Regions from separate parts of the Mus musculus genome. Here all the other regions are linked to region 2. Evidence: chromatin contacts called from public HiChIP or PLAC-seq and promoter capture Hi-C data. All regions are on one chromosome and are shown on one strand. Each heading gives the region's core, a stretch centred on a gene start, on an enhancer-like site or on the middle of the called end of the contact. The rest is flanking DNA. Distances are from core to core; before and after follow the strand shown.

Region 1 (2,700 bases), core at 70-2,569, 1.8 Mb after region 2:
GCACTATCAGTGTTGTACATACTTGGCTCAACTCTAAAAGTGAGGAAGTATTTATGAAAGATTTTTTTTCAAGAGTAATTGTTATTTTGGTTGTATTAGGTAAGAAATTAACATTAACTTAATATGCAAGTGAGAGAGGTATGAGTAGGGAAAGCATGAAAATAAGAAAAAATTCACAACGTGAGAAGACTGAGGAAACAGGCAGTTTGCAACTCCTAAAACAGGAACATTTTACTTCATAAGGTCAGATGACTAATCTGGACGTCAAATAAAGACTTTAGGACAGATCAAACCTGTACAACTTAGAAAAACCTAACTACATAATGCCCACAAGTCTGAAAGACTAAGCATTAGTGCTATGGCTAATTTTAACACATAAAACCTGAATAGAAGTGGCACAACTAAGTAAGAAGTCATGTGTCCCAGCCCTGGAACCCTAGCAAAGCTTTCTGAAATAAGAGAGACCTCTCTATATGATGATACCAACAAAGGCACCCAGAGCAAGCGGTTTACTCTCCGGAGTTCCAACTAACTTTTCCTCCTTTTGCAACCAACATCTGTACTGCAGTGCACATCTTAGGGCTAACCTGGGTGGTAAAGAAACTATATCCACGTCTACTTTACATTAATCTGGTCAATCAAAAGCCCCGAACAGGATGTTACGACCGAGAGCTGGTACGTTTCACGGTGGATAGCTACCGGAAAACTAACATTTCAAATCTTCAGGCTCCACTGTCCAGTTCTTTCCTACCCCAGAATCTGCAATCTTCCAGCAGCCTGTCTGTCTACTCTGTCTCTCGCTTCACGGCTCGCCCCCGAGTACCGGAGCACATCAGGAAAACGGAGCGCAGAGTTCGATCGGGAAAATACCTCTCGACTCCTCCGAAAACTCACAACCTCAAAAAGTTTAAAGCAGCATTAGAAAAGCCAGTCGGGAGGGGACGCCATGGTGGTCCCCCCAACTCCACACAGGGATGAGCTCGGCTGCTGTGGTTGTGGCCAAGAAGCGGTCGGCACCATCCGCTCGCCCACCCGGAATCCTTCCCGCTTTCCAACCCGAAAGTTTGCTGTATGGACGTCCGGCCTAAAAGACAATGCTGGCTGGGGCGAGCCCCTCCTCTCGGGGGCTCGGCTTTGGAGAACGGCTCGGCGGCGTGGCGTCCACGCGCGCGTCCCCTCGGAAGACGCGTCCCGCTTCGGGGCAGCCGAGTCCCACGCGGGACTCGTCCCCCTTCGCCCGCCGCCGCAGTCCCTACCTCAGCGCCCGCAGCCCGCGCCGCCTCCCAGCCTCCGCCTCGGCCGCACGCACGCACGCACTCACGCACGCACACACCCGCCCACCGCGGGCCCGCTTCCCGCCCCCCGCCGCCGTCGCGGCGCGCACGCCCAACACGGACCTGCCAAGGGGGTCGAACCCGAGGCGGCCGTGGTGGTGGCGTTGGCGACACAGCCCCGGCCCCGCCCTCCACTTCCTGGTGCGGCGGCTAGGACGCTCGCTCCCAGCAACCACCGCGACGCCGCTCCGAAAAGGCGCCTGCGTCACGGCGTGCTCCGCCCCGAGTTTCCATGACGACCGGAGCGCGCTCAAAGGCTGCCGGTAGCCACGTTTACTCTACCAGCTCTGCTCTAGGGAAGAACGGAAAGCCGCTTTTCTTGGCACAAAGTCGGAGCAGCTCCTTCAGCCGGCTCTGGAGTCTAACCCAACCGGCAACATTACCAATAAATCTGTCATATTTTTTGGAGGGTGGGTGGTTTTGGTTATTTGAGACAAGGTCTTCCTGTGTTGCCCTGATTGGCCTGGAACTTGAATTAAAGTTGCAGAGATCGTTCTGCCTCGGCCTACCAAGTGCTGCTCCATGCCAAGCTTTTTTATTTTATTTCAAATACCACTCACCAGAACCACCTTTAACAAGTGGCGGGGGGCTTGGGGGTGGGAGGGACAGTCTAGCAAAGGCAAACTCAACATAGAATTCAACTTCTGGACTTCAACCTCAAAACTTACAGCTCAGCTTCTGCGCTTCGAACACCGGCTCTTTTCATACCTGTGACCTGTCTTTGATTTTTTGGGGGACAATATAAGATGTGGGTGCGATATTTGGCAACAACAACAAATAATAATAATTGGCCCATCCTGCACCCTACAACTATCCTTGTTTGTACAGCCTAATCCAGTATTTAAATATCCCATAGCTGTAGTTTATTAGTACTAATTACTTTGGGTCTTAGTTTTGTATGTCCCGCCCCCCCCCCAACATAGGATACTAGTGATGATGCAGAAACTAACTTTGTATAACTAAATTTTTGTCAGGTCCAAAGGAGAGTCCAATTCTTCAAACTTCAAATGACAGTCCGAAGATCCACTAGTTAACTTAATCTGGACTATACGAGGAGTTCTAACAACTGACAAAAGACGGCGGCATTCCTCCGGAACTTGTGAAGCTCTAGTTTCTGTCTAGGAAAATGACTCATTTCCCTTTCCTCCAGCAAAAGTGACTTATGGCTCTCCAATTAACATGTCAGCACAAGGTGCAAGCCCGGCAGCCTCCAGACTCCCTCAGTCCCTACAAGCACTTATACATTTCAAAGCCTGCTCACCAGTCCCCTGGCCCTTCCCACCCGCCCACCGATTACTCATTCTTCTTGTTCACTCTTCTCCGCTCCTGCTGCTGCTTTTCTCAATAAGCTTCCCCTATTTTCTAT
Region 2 (2,700 bases), core at 129-2,628:
TCTTTTTATGGTTAGATGCACTGGCTGCCTTTTTAGAGACCCCGGTTCAATCGCCAGTGTGTGAGAAATACCAAGTAAGAGTCTTGTCTTATGACAAGTGTTTAACCATGACCAAGGCAACTCTTAGAAGGATAGCGTTTAATTGGGGCTGGCTTATAGGTTCAGAGGTTCAGTCCATTATCATCAAAGTGGGAGCATGGCACCATCCAGGCAGGCATGGTACAGGAGAAGCTGAGAGTTCAACATCTTGCTCCAAATGCAAACAGGAGAAGACTGACTTTCAGGCAGCCAGCATGAATGAGGGTCTTAAAGCTCATGCCCACAGTGACAGACTTCCTCCAACAAGGCCACATCTACTAATAGTGCCACTCCCTGGGCCAAGCATATTTAAACCACCACAAGTCTTTTCTATGGATACTATAAAACTTGGGTTTAAGACAAAGAATTGAAATCTTTTTATCTTCCTCCACCTTGTGAGACTTTTAATGAAAATGTTTCGATCCTTCAGATCCAGAAAAACTACTGTTTACTCAAAGAACTGCTCCTTTATTCCAATGGCCCCTTTCCCCATCCTCCACTTCCTGTGCACCAATTCTTTTCAGACTAGCCAATCAAATCAGGCTGTGAAACAACGGGACCTCAAATCAGGAGGAAGAGACACACACAGGCCACACCCTAAGTTAAAATAATCACCAAACACACTTCCTGACTTGTATGTATTCACTCTTCGAGCATACCCGCTTGATAAAGAGTAAAGTTCATCTTGCCCAGACACTTAAGTTGGAATGGTAGTTTCTTCCTTCGCCTCTCAAAAACACCCACATGGCAACTCCCATGTTGGGTTCTAACTCCAATCCCAGGGACAACGCTCTCTTCAGCCTCCCTGGGGTACTGCACACACGCGGTGCAGACATGCTCGCAGGTAAAACACCCATAAACACAAGGGGGGGGGGTGGAGACGAATGAAAATGATTTTTAAAAACGTCCCCAAATGCCAAACAGCATTGGAAAGGATGCAATCCTGTAGATTTCAGCGTTGTGGAATCTAGACCCTAGGAACGCATCTGCAGAAGGGCATACATAGACTACACTGGTCGTTGTCAAAGCAGCTTCTGCTACAGTGGGGGAAAAAAAGTAAATAGATTTTGAGTTACTGGGAGGAAAGACCTTAGAACTTGCAGCAAACACTAATTAGGGCAGCTTCACGCGCGCATCCCAGGCAACCGGCGCAGCACCATTTTCGAACCTGCGGGCTACCCACGCCCACTTCCCCAAATCGCTCGCCTCCCGGGCTCTCTCCCGCCGCCGTCCTACCGCGCGCGCGCGGGGAGAAAAAGGAGGGGACCCGCCCACTGCGCCTGCGCGGCGTGACAACGCCACACGCTCCCGGAAGTAGGAGGCGTCCGGCGGAGTTTGTGTGGCGGCCGCCGCGGGAACGTGAAGCGCGGTAGTTTTTCAAGGGAGAGAGCGAGGCGGCTTCCCGCGGGTCTCGGTGGACCGACAGTGAGCGTCCGCGGCCGTCTCGCGGCCCGCGAGAGGCGGCATGGAGGACGAGCGGGGCCGGGAGCGTGGCGGCGACGCGGCGCAGCAGAAGACGCCGCGGCCGGAGTGTGAGGAGTCCCGGCCGCTGAGCGTGGAGGTGAGGTCGGGAGCTCGCGCGCGCGTGCGGGGCGGCCTCGCTCGCTCCCCTGCTCCGTCCTAGTCGGGGCGAGCATCGTCGGCCTCGAGAGGGAGGAGGTCAGGCGGGAAGTTCCGAGTGAGAATTCCGCGTAAACATTCGGCGCGCGCGGGCGCACTGCCGTTCCATCAGCCCCGTGGCGCTGATTGGCTGGGTTCTCTCCAGCGCCCACCCTCCCCGCCAGATGCGGCGGCAAGCCTTTCGGGGTGCTCGGACAGCCCGTGTCTTCCCAGCCCCAGACGGCCCACTGCCCTCTGCACCCCGAGGTGCATCTGTTCCCGAGAGGACCCTCCCCCGGTCTTTCCCCGTCCCCTACTGTCTCGCCCAGAACCCTGCCACGACCGGCTTTCTAAGTGATTTGCTACTTCCTCACGGCATGGGCAAGATCAGGAGATGATCCCCGGACTTCTGTTTTTCATCTTGATGAATTAGTGTTGGCTAGCGCCGCGGGTTGTGAGCGAGATGCTAAATTCTGTCGCTTTTTCGTAAGAGGAGTTGAGTACTGACACCCAGGTTATTCATTCATTGGCAGGGTAGAGAGATAGATGGCTTGGGTGTGAAAGGCTAGGCTCAAAAACCAAAATGTCAGAAGGTGGGTATTCCATAGAGGCGTCCCAATGCCTTTATTCTTTCCATTTACACCTTCGTGTAGTAGCCAGAATAGCCTTTTAAATATTATTTTTTAAAATGTGTGTGTGTGCGCAGGTGCCTCTGAAGACCAGGAAAGGAGGTATGGGTCTTGGGGAAGAGCAGAGTTTGTTCTTCATGGTTAAGCTGTCTATCAGGCCTCTAGAGTTTCCTTTTGACAGTCTGTGCCGAGGTTGCGCTGCGCATTCCGTGCCTTCTTCAGTTTGCCCCTCTGCTCAGTTCATATACACATCTTCGTCCACTCTGGCTTCCTTGTGTTCTTTTATCGTGGAGTGTTTTGTAACGTAAGGATCTTGTGCTCCTCTTGTCCGGAGCATGCTTCTCTGGATCTTTCCAGATTATTCCCTTTGTTGGTAGGTACTTTGGAAGGCTGA
Region 3 (2,700 bases), core at 48-2,547, 1.3 Mb after region 2:
GAGAGAGCGTCAACGTCAGAGACTAGGTCTACTGGGTGCTTCTTAGACTGCTGGCGGGCGGGTACACGAGCACTCACTCTGTCGCTTTTCCTTATTCCCCAGATGGCACATTGCACATCCTTCTGTACGTGTTGTAGGGGTCGGGGGAGGTAATTGTTTTTGTTTTGTTTTGTTTTTAGAGTCAAGGTTTCTCTGTGTAGCCCTGGCTGTCCTGGACTTACTTTGTAGACAAGGCTGGCCTTGAACTCACAGAGATTAAAGGTCTGCACCAACACAGCCAGCAGATGTAGTAATCTGAATAGATTTGGCCCCTATAGACTCATGAATTTGAATGCCTGGCCCATAGTGAGTGGCACTAGTAGGAGGTTTGGCCTTGTTAGAGGAAGTGTGTCACTGTGGGGGTGGACTTTGAGGTCTCCTATGCTCAAGCTATGCCCAGTGTGGCACACAGACTCTGCTGCCTACAGATAAAGATGTAGAGCTCTCAGCTCCTCCCACACCAAGTCTGCCTATATCCTGCCGTGCATCCCACCATAATACTGACTAAACCACTGAAACTGTAAGCCAGCCCCAAATTAGATGTTTTCCTTTATAAGAGTTGCCATGGTTATGGTGTCTCTTTACAGCAACTAAGACAACACATGTCAGTTATTCCACAATTTATAAAACAAAGGCAAATCTTCAAACTATCACCTGATTGCCACTGTTGTCATAGGTACATCCTGTACAGCTAGATGGTTTAGATGTTAATCATTAAAGAATCAGTATCAGGGAAGAACCCCCTAACTGGTTATCTAATACCACCTGGTCAGTTCTAAGAATACACATGCTTGCAAAAGTGAAGGGACTCAGCACATTGTATTTAAATATTAATTATGTATATTGTATATTATTGTATATATACAGTAATAACAACTAAAGGGGAAAAGGCCGTGAATTCAAGGGGAGTGTGTGAGAGGACTTAGAAAAAGGAACGGGAAATGATGTGAACACAGTGAAATGGTTGTTAAACAAGCGTCAGATAAATAAGAGCTAATGATTTCTGCAAAGCAAAACTTCCCATGCACGTTTTCTAAAAGCATGGACTGACTTTACAGGGGCTAATCCCACATAATCTTCTTTAACTTTTTTAAAACAATATTTATAAAACTCCAAAAAGAGTCCATGATGCTTACATTTTACAGGGGGTGGGGGGGTGGGGGGAGAAGAGACCTAGAGAAAACAGGGTTTCAGCCAGAGATGACTGCCCAAAGGCTCAAGTCCAAGGCCAGCTGAGGCTGCACACCATGTTTCAGGCCAGCCAGGGAACACAGAAATATCTCTCATCAAAACAACAAAACTCAGACTGGAGTGTAAGGCAGGCAGGGGCTGAGCATGTACAACATCCATGTACAACAGCACCATCAAAAACTAAGTAGACAGATAAGATGTTTTCCTCCCAAGGTTTAGAGGTACAAGCCAGGCCAGTGTAACCGGTTCTGTTGGTTGTGTTTTGTTCAAATTCTCTTTCAAGTTCAGGTGCACTGTTTTACTGTTTATAATAAATAGCTAGGCTGAGGTGTAATTCGACAATCCCCAAAGAAACCTCAGCCCGTGCACAGCTGCCACTTCCCCTTCCTGGCCCCCACCCTGTCTGCTTTACCTCCCCCTACTTAGCCATTTCCTGTGAGGAGACTCCAAGGAGTCTGTAACTGCTGTCTTCCTTCAGCAGAGCATTTTCAAAGCCCACCCGTGTTACAGTATCAAGCAGCACCTTGTCCTTCCTAATGACTTAAACAACACTCTACCTTAGGAATGGACTACACTGTATGACTCATTCCCAAAGGACATTCCAGCTGTCTCTAGGTTTTAGCTATTTGAATATTCCTGCAAATATCTTTATAGATTTGGGGAAGAAATGTGTCTTTAGTTCTCTTGAATACATAGGAGTATATGTATGTATAGGAGAGGCATAATTAGGGCATCTTTCTTTTTGTTTTCTCTCTCTCTCTTCCTCCCTCCCTCCCTCTCTCTCCCTCTCCTCTCTCTCCCCCCTCTCTCCCCTCTCTCTCCCCTCTCTTTTCTTTTCTCTCTCTCTCCCTCTCTCTCCCTCTCCTCTCTCTCCCCTCTCTCTCTCCCTCTCTCTCCCCTTTCTCCCCTCTCTCTCCCTCTCTCCCCTCTTTTCTCTCTCTCTCCCTCTCTCTCCCTCTCCTCTCTCTCCCCTCTCTCTCTCCCTCTCTCTCCTCTCTCTCCCCCTCTCTCTCCCTCTCTTCTCTTCCCTCTCCTCTCCCCTCCCCTCCCCTCCCCTCCCCTCCCCTCCCCTCTCTCTCTCTCTCTCTCTCTCTCTCTCTCTCTCTCGCTCATTTTGGAGGCTTTTAAGACAGGATCTCACTATGAACCTCTGGCTGTCCTGGAACTCACTCTGTAGACCAGGCTGGCCTCCAACTCAGAAATCCACCTGCCTCAGCCTCCTGAGCACTGGGATTAAAGGCGTGGGCCACCAAACCCAGCTTTGGGGCATCTTTCTTGATGATTTCTTTCAAGCCCAAATGTTTTTTATTTACATAATATGCTATTTTTCTTTTTGTTGCTGTATGCCTCTAATCCCAAGACTTGGGAAGAAGCCGCAAGGAAATCACTATGAGTTTGAGGTCAGCCTGGTCCACACAGCCAGTTCCAGGCCACCAGGCCTACAGAGTGAGACTCTGCTTAACCTCCATC
Region 4 (2,700 bases), core at 196-2,695, 1.4 Mb after region 2:
CTTATCCTAAAGGCTTAGAACACAGTTTCAAAAGAATTGTGACAGGAAAGGCCCCCACAGGTTTAGGGAGATTGAGGAAGTAGATACAGGAAGCACTAGACAGGAAGACCAGAAAAGAACCTCCCCTGTCATACTGTATTTAAAACACTAACATGGAGGACCATAAAAGAAAAAAAAAAGTGTATTTAAAGTGCAAGAGAGCATCACCACACCACATCACCTGAACAGGTGTGTCCCTCTGAATGAAGGTAGGCTGTTCAGCTGAAACTTTAAACGTCTTGCAAGAGCTCACAATGATGTATTTCAAAGTCTGAAAGTACTCTGGTACTGCACCCACTAAACCTACGTGTTCTAGCTAAAGGAAAAATAAACACTTTCTACTGCAAAAACAGACTCAAAGCTGGGCAGTGGTGGCGCACGCCTTTGATCCCAGCACTCCGGAGGCAGAGACAGGTAGATTTCTGAGTTCGAGACCAGCCTGGTCTACAGAGTTAGTTCCAGGATAGCCAGGGCTATACAGAGAAACCCTGTCTCAAAAACCAAAAACAAACAAACAAACAAACAAACAAAACCAGACTCAAAGAACACATTACCACTAAGCCAGGTCTACAGAAGACCTGAAGGAATCTTTCAGATTGAAGAGAGAAACAAGTCCCTCTGAGAAATCATAAAAAAGAATAAACCACACTAGAAAAACTGTTAAAACAATACAACAACCACTATAAAAACCAGGAAAATGGCAGGAGCCATAACTCTGAGTAACCAAGGGTGACCTTGAATTTGTGATCCTTCCTGGGCTGGGTTTATGGGTGGGTTCTGCCATGGCCAGTTTCGTGTGACTCTCTGGAATGAACTCTGGACTTCATGCATGCTAAGCAAGCACTGTACCAACTGAGCCAACAGCCCCAACACACCCCCTTTAAGATATTTCTTGGTGTGACTAGAAATTGCTTAATTAAGAAACAGATTGTCCCGGATAACCAGGAGTGGGCCAGATTCAATCAGTTTAAAGGGTTCAGAGCAACACTGAAACTTCCCCCCTGAAAAGAAGAAATTCCACCTGTGGGTAGCAGCTTGGCCTTCCAAATGAAAAAGTCCCAGCTTGATCTACGGGTTTCGAACTTGCACAGCAGATCCCTAACTAATTCCTAACAAAACCCTCGTAATTCATATCTCCTGCTGGTTTTGCTTCTCAGAATGAATCCTTATTATGCCACCTGGGTCCTACGTAGCAGTAGTTGGGAGATGGAAAGACAGCTTGGTTTCTTCAAAGTTTAATAGCGTGAGATGACAAAGCCTCAGAAGAGCCAAGCACACACACATACACACGCATACGCGCGCACGCGCGCGCTTGTAAAGAGACGTTTAAAAACTGGATTTGATGTTCAAAAGAGATTTTGACAGGCTTAGGGAGGAAGTTAAACGTAGAGTGAACTTAACGATAAGGATCAGGGCTGATGGGGTTAGGATAGACTTGGTAAACACTGTCAAGTGGAAAAAACGACTTTCCAGGAGGCAGAAGCGAAGCAAGCCAAGCCAACCCCGAAAAGCAAACCATCCTCAGCACGCAAGCGCGAACCTGGAAAGCAGAAGGCGGGTCTCTCAGGCCCCGCCTCTCCCAGGCCGTGCCAGGCTCTGCAATCCCATGCAGAGATCATCGCTCTAGCCAGGCTGCAAAAATCGATCTCAGCTCTTCCTGAGACCCGGGCTTGACGATGGCGGAGAAGACGCAAAAGAGGTACGTGTTAACACCTCCGCAGGGGCAGAACCCGTTTCTGGTCGCGGCGTGGGGGCACTGAGACGGTGTATAGGTGGATGGCTCCATAATCCCATACCTGGCGTCCGTGGGGTGTGGGGGCGGAGAGGGTTTGTTCCGTGACCCCCACCCATCCCAGCACGCCTGCGCAGACTCCATTGGGGCTGCGTGGGGGACTCAGGGAGGCTGAGGGAGGTTGTGCGGGCGAGAAGGCTGCTCAGCGGTGGCTGCACCGTCGGCCCTGCCTCTGATCAGGAAGAGGGAGGCCTGGAAGAAGACACTGATGCTGTCATCCTTATGTCAGTGCCTGAGAGCCCAGGGCCGGCAACTATGGCTTTTCCTGTCACAGTCTTCACCAGTGAGAGCCGTTGGTGGAAAGAGACCGCATGGATAACAGAAAAGCATAGGGATTCATTTGCCGTTGCCTCCTTTGTCCTGGGATTAATGTCTTGAGATATACATATACATATACAGCTGTATGTATATGCATGTATCGGTGTTAAGGTGTGTGCGTGTGAATGTTGTCTCTCAAGCCAGAAGAGGGCGTGGATCGCCCCGGAAGCAAGCATTCAGTTATCACAGGACAAAGATCTAGAGAGACAGGGTGTTTCTGGGCAACTTTCGGCTCAGAATCGAGAATACTGGTGTCAGAACAGTGACGCCCCAGGAATAAACTTTGCTCTAAGAACTTTGTGGTATGCATTATCATTTGATGGTCTGTAGAAATTCTAGGGTTAGTGTCCTGATGAGTTCTAACTGTCAGCTTGAAACAACTTAGAGTCATCTGGGAAGAGGGAACCTCAATTGAAGGATCGTCCATGTCGGGGTGAGTGTCTTGATCTGTGATTGAGATGGGAAGGCCCATCCCACTGTGGGCAGAGCCATCTCCAGTCGGGTAGGCCTGGGCCATTTAAGAAAGCTACTTAGCAAGTGGGCCAGTAAGC

What was found. HiChIP or PLAC-seq counts read pairs in DNA pulled down with a chosen protein or histone mark. Capture Hi-C pulls out chosen DNA fragments and counts their contacts.
Region 1: a contact with region 2 is called in a promoter capture Hi-C map of liver, with 5 times the contacts expected there. The contact joins the promoter of Gtf2e2 here to the promoter of Eri1 in region 2. A contact is called at or near these places in 3 of 39 promoter capture datasets (the C10 cell line, liver and pre-B cells) and 1 of 9 other capture datasets (liver).
Region 3: a contact with region 2 is called in an H3K27ac HiChIP or PLAC-seq map of T-cell acute lymphoblastic leukemia, with 14 times the contacts expected there. The contact joins the enhancer-like site here to the promoter of Eri1 in region 2. A contact is called at or near these places in 3 of 39 promoter capture datasets (HPC-7-derived erythroid cells, embryonic stem cells and hippocampal neurons), 1 of 484 Hi-C or Micro-C datasets (erythroblasts), 8 of 115 datasets of contacts at active chromatin or transcription factors (the 230-238 cell line, T-cell acute lymphoblastic leukemia, Th17 cells and 5 more) and 2 of 9 other capture datasets (adipose tissue and liver).
Region 4: a promoter capture Hi-C map of liver shows a contact between it and region 2, with 8 times the contacts expected there. The contact joins the promoter of Dctn6 here to the promoter of Eri1 in region 2. A contact is called at or near these places in 7 of 39 promoter capture datasets (the 3T3-L1 cell line, cranial neural crest, hippocampal neurons and 3 more), 4 of 484 Hi-C or Micro-C datasets (B cells, CD4 T cells, CD8 T cells and 1 more), 3 of 115 datasets of contacts at active chromatin or transcription factors (astrocytes, embryonic stem cells and large pre-B cells) and 2 of 9 other capture datasets (adipose tissue and liver).

What each region holds. Positions count from the first base shown.
Region 1 is chr8:33,730,686-33,733,385 of GRCm38.p6, reverse strand. Gtf2e2 (general transcription factor II E, polypeptide 2 (beta subunit)) reads right to left here and starts at 1,319. Exons shown (of 8, transcript NM_026584.3): 1 at 1,257-1,319. It overlaps 1700104B16Rik (a long non-coding RNA gene), which reads left to right and starts at 899. Exons shown (of 2, transcript XR_004691281.1): 1 at 899-1,597; 2 at 2,309-2,700.
Region 2 is chr8:35,494,211-35,496,910 of GRCm38.p6, reverse strand. Eri1 (exoribonuclease 1) reads left to right here and starts at 1,378. Exons shown (of 7, transcript NM_026067.3): 1 at 1,378-1,639. The coding sequence starts at 1,544. Gm51568 (a long non-coding RNA gene) reads right to left here and starts at 1,385. Exons shown (of 2, transcript XR_003947532.1): 1 at 1-1,385.
Region 3 is chr8:34,162,433-34,165,132 of GRCm38.p6, reverse strand. All of the region lies in intron 2 of Saraf (store-operated calcium entry-associated regulatory factor), which reads right to left. Among named protein-coding and RNA genes, the nearest start is that of Mir6395, 2.9 kb to the left of the region's middle. Within about 2 kb of position 1,297, at least 67 of the 459 cell types and tissues checked have an H3K27ac peak or open chromatin away from gene starts, as enhancers often do. A contact at or near this core is called in T-cell acute lymphoblastic leukemia, liver and memory CD8 T cells, where this site is marked.
Region 4 is chr8:34,107,457-34,110,156 of GRCm38.p6, reverse strand. Dctn6 (dynactin 6) reads left to right here and starts at 1,445. Exons shown (of 7, transcript NM_011722.4): 1 at 1,445-1,738. The coding sequence starts at 1,716. It also overlaps a transcript of Mboat4 not described here.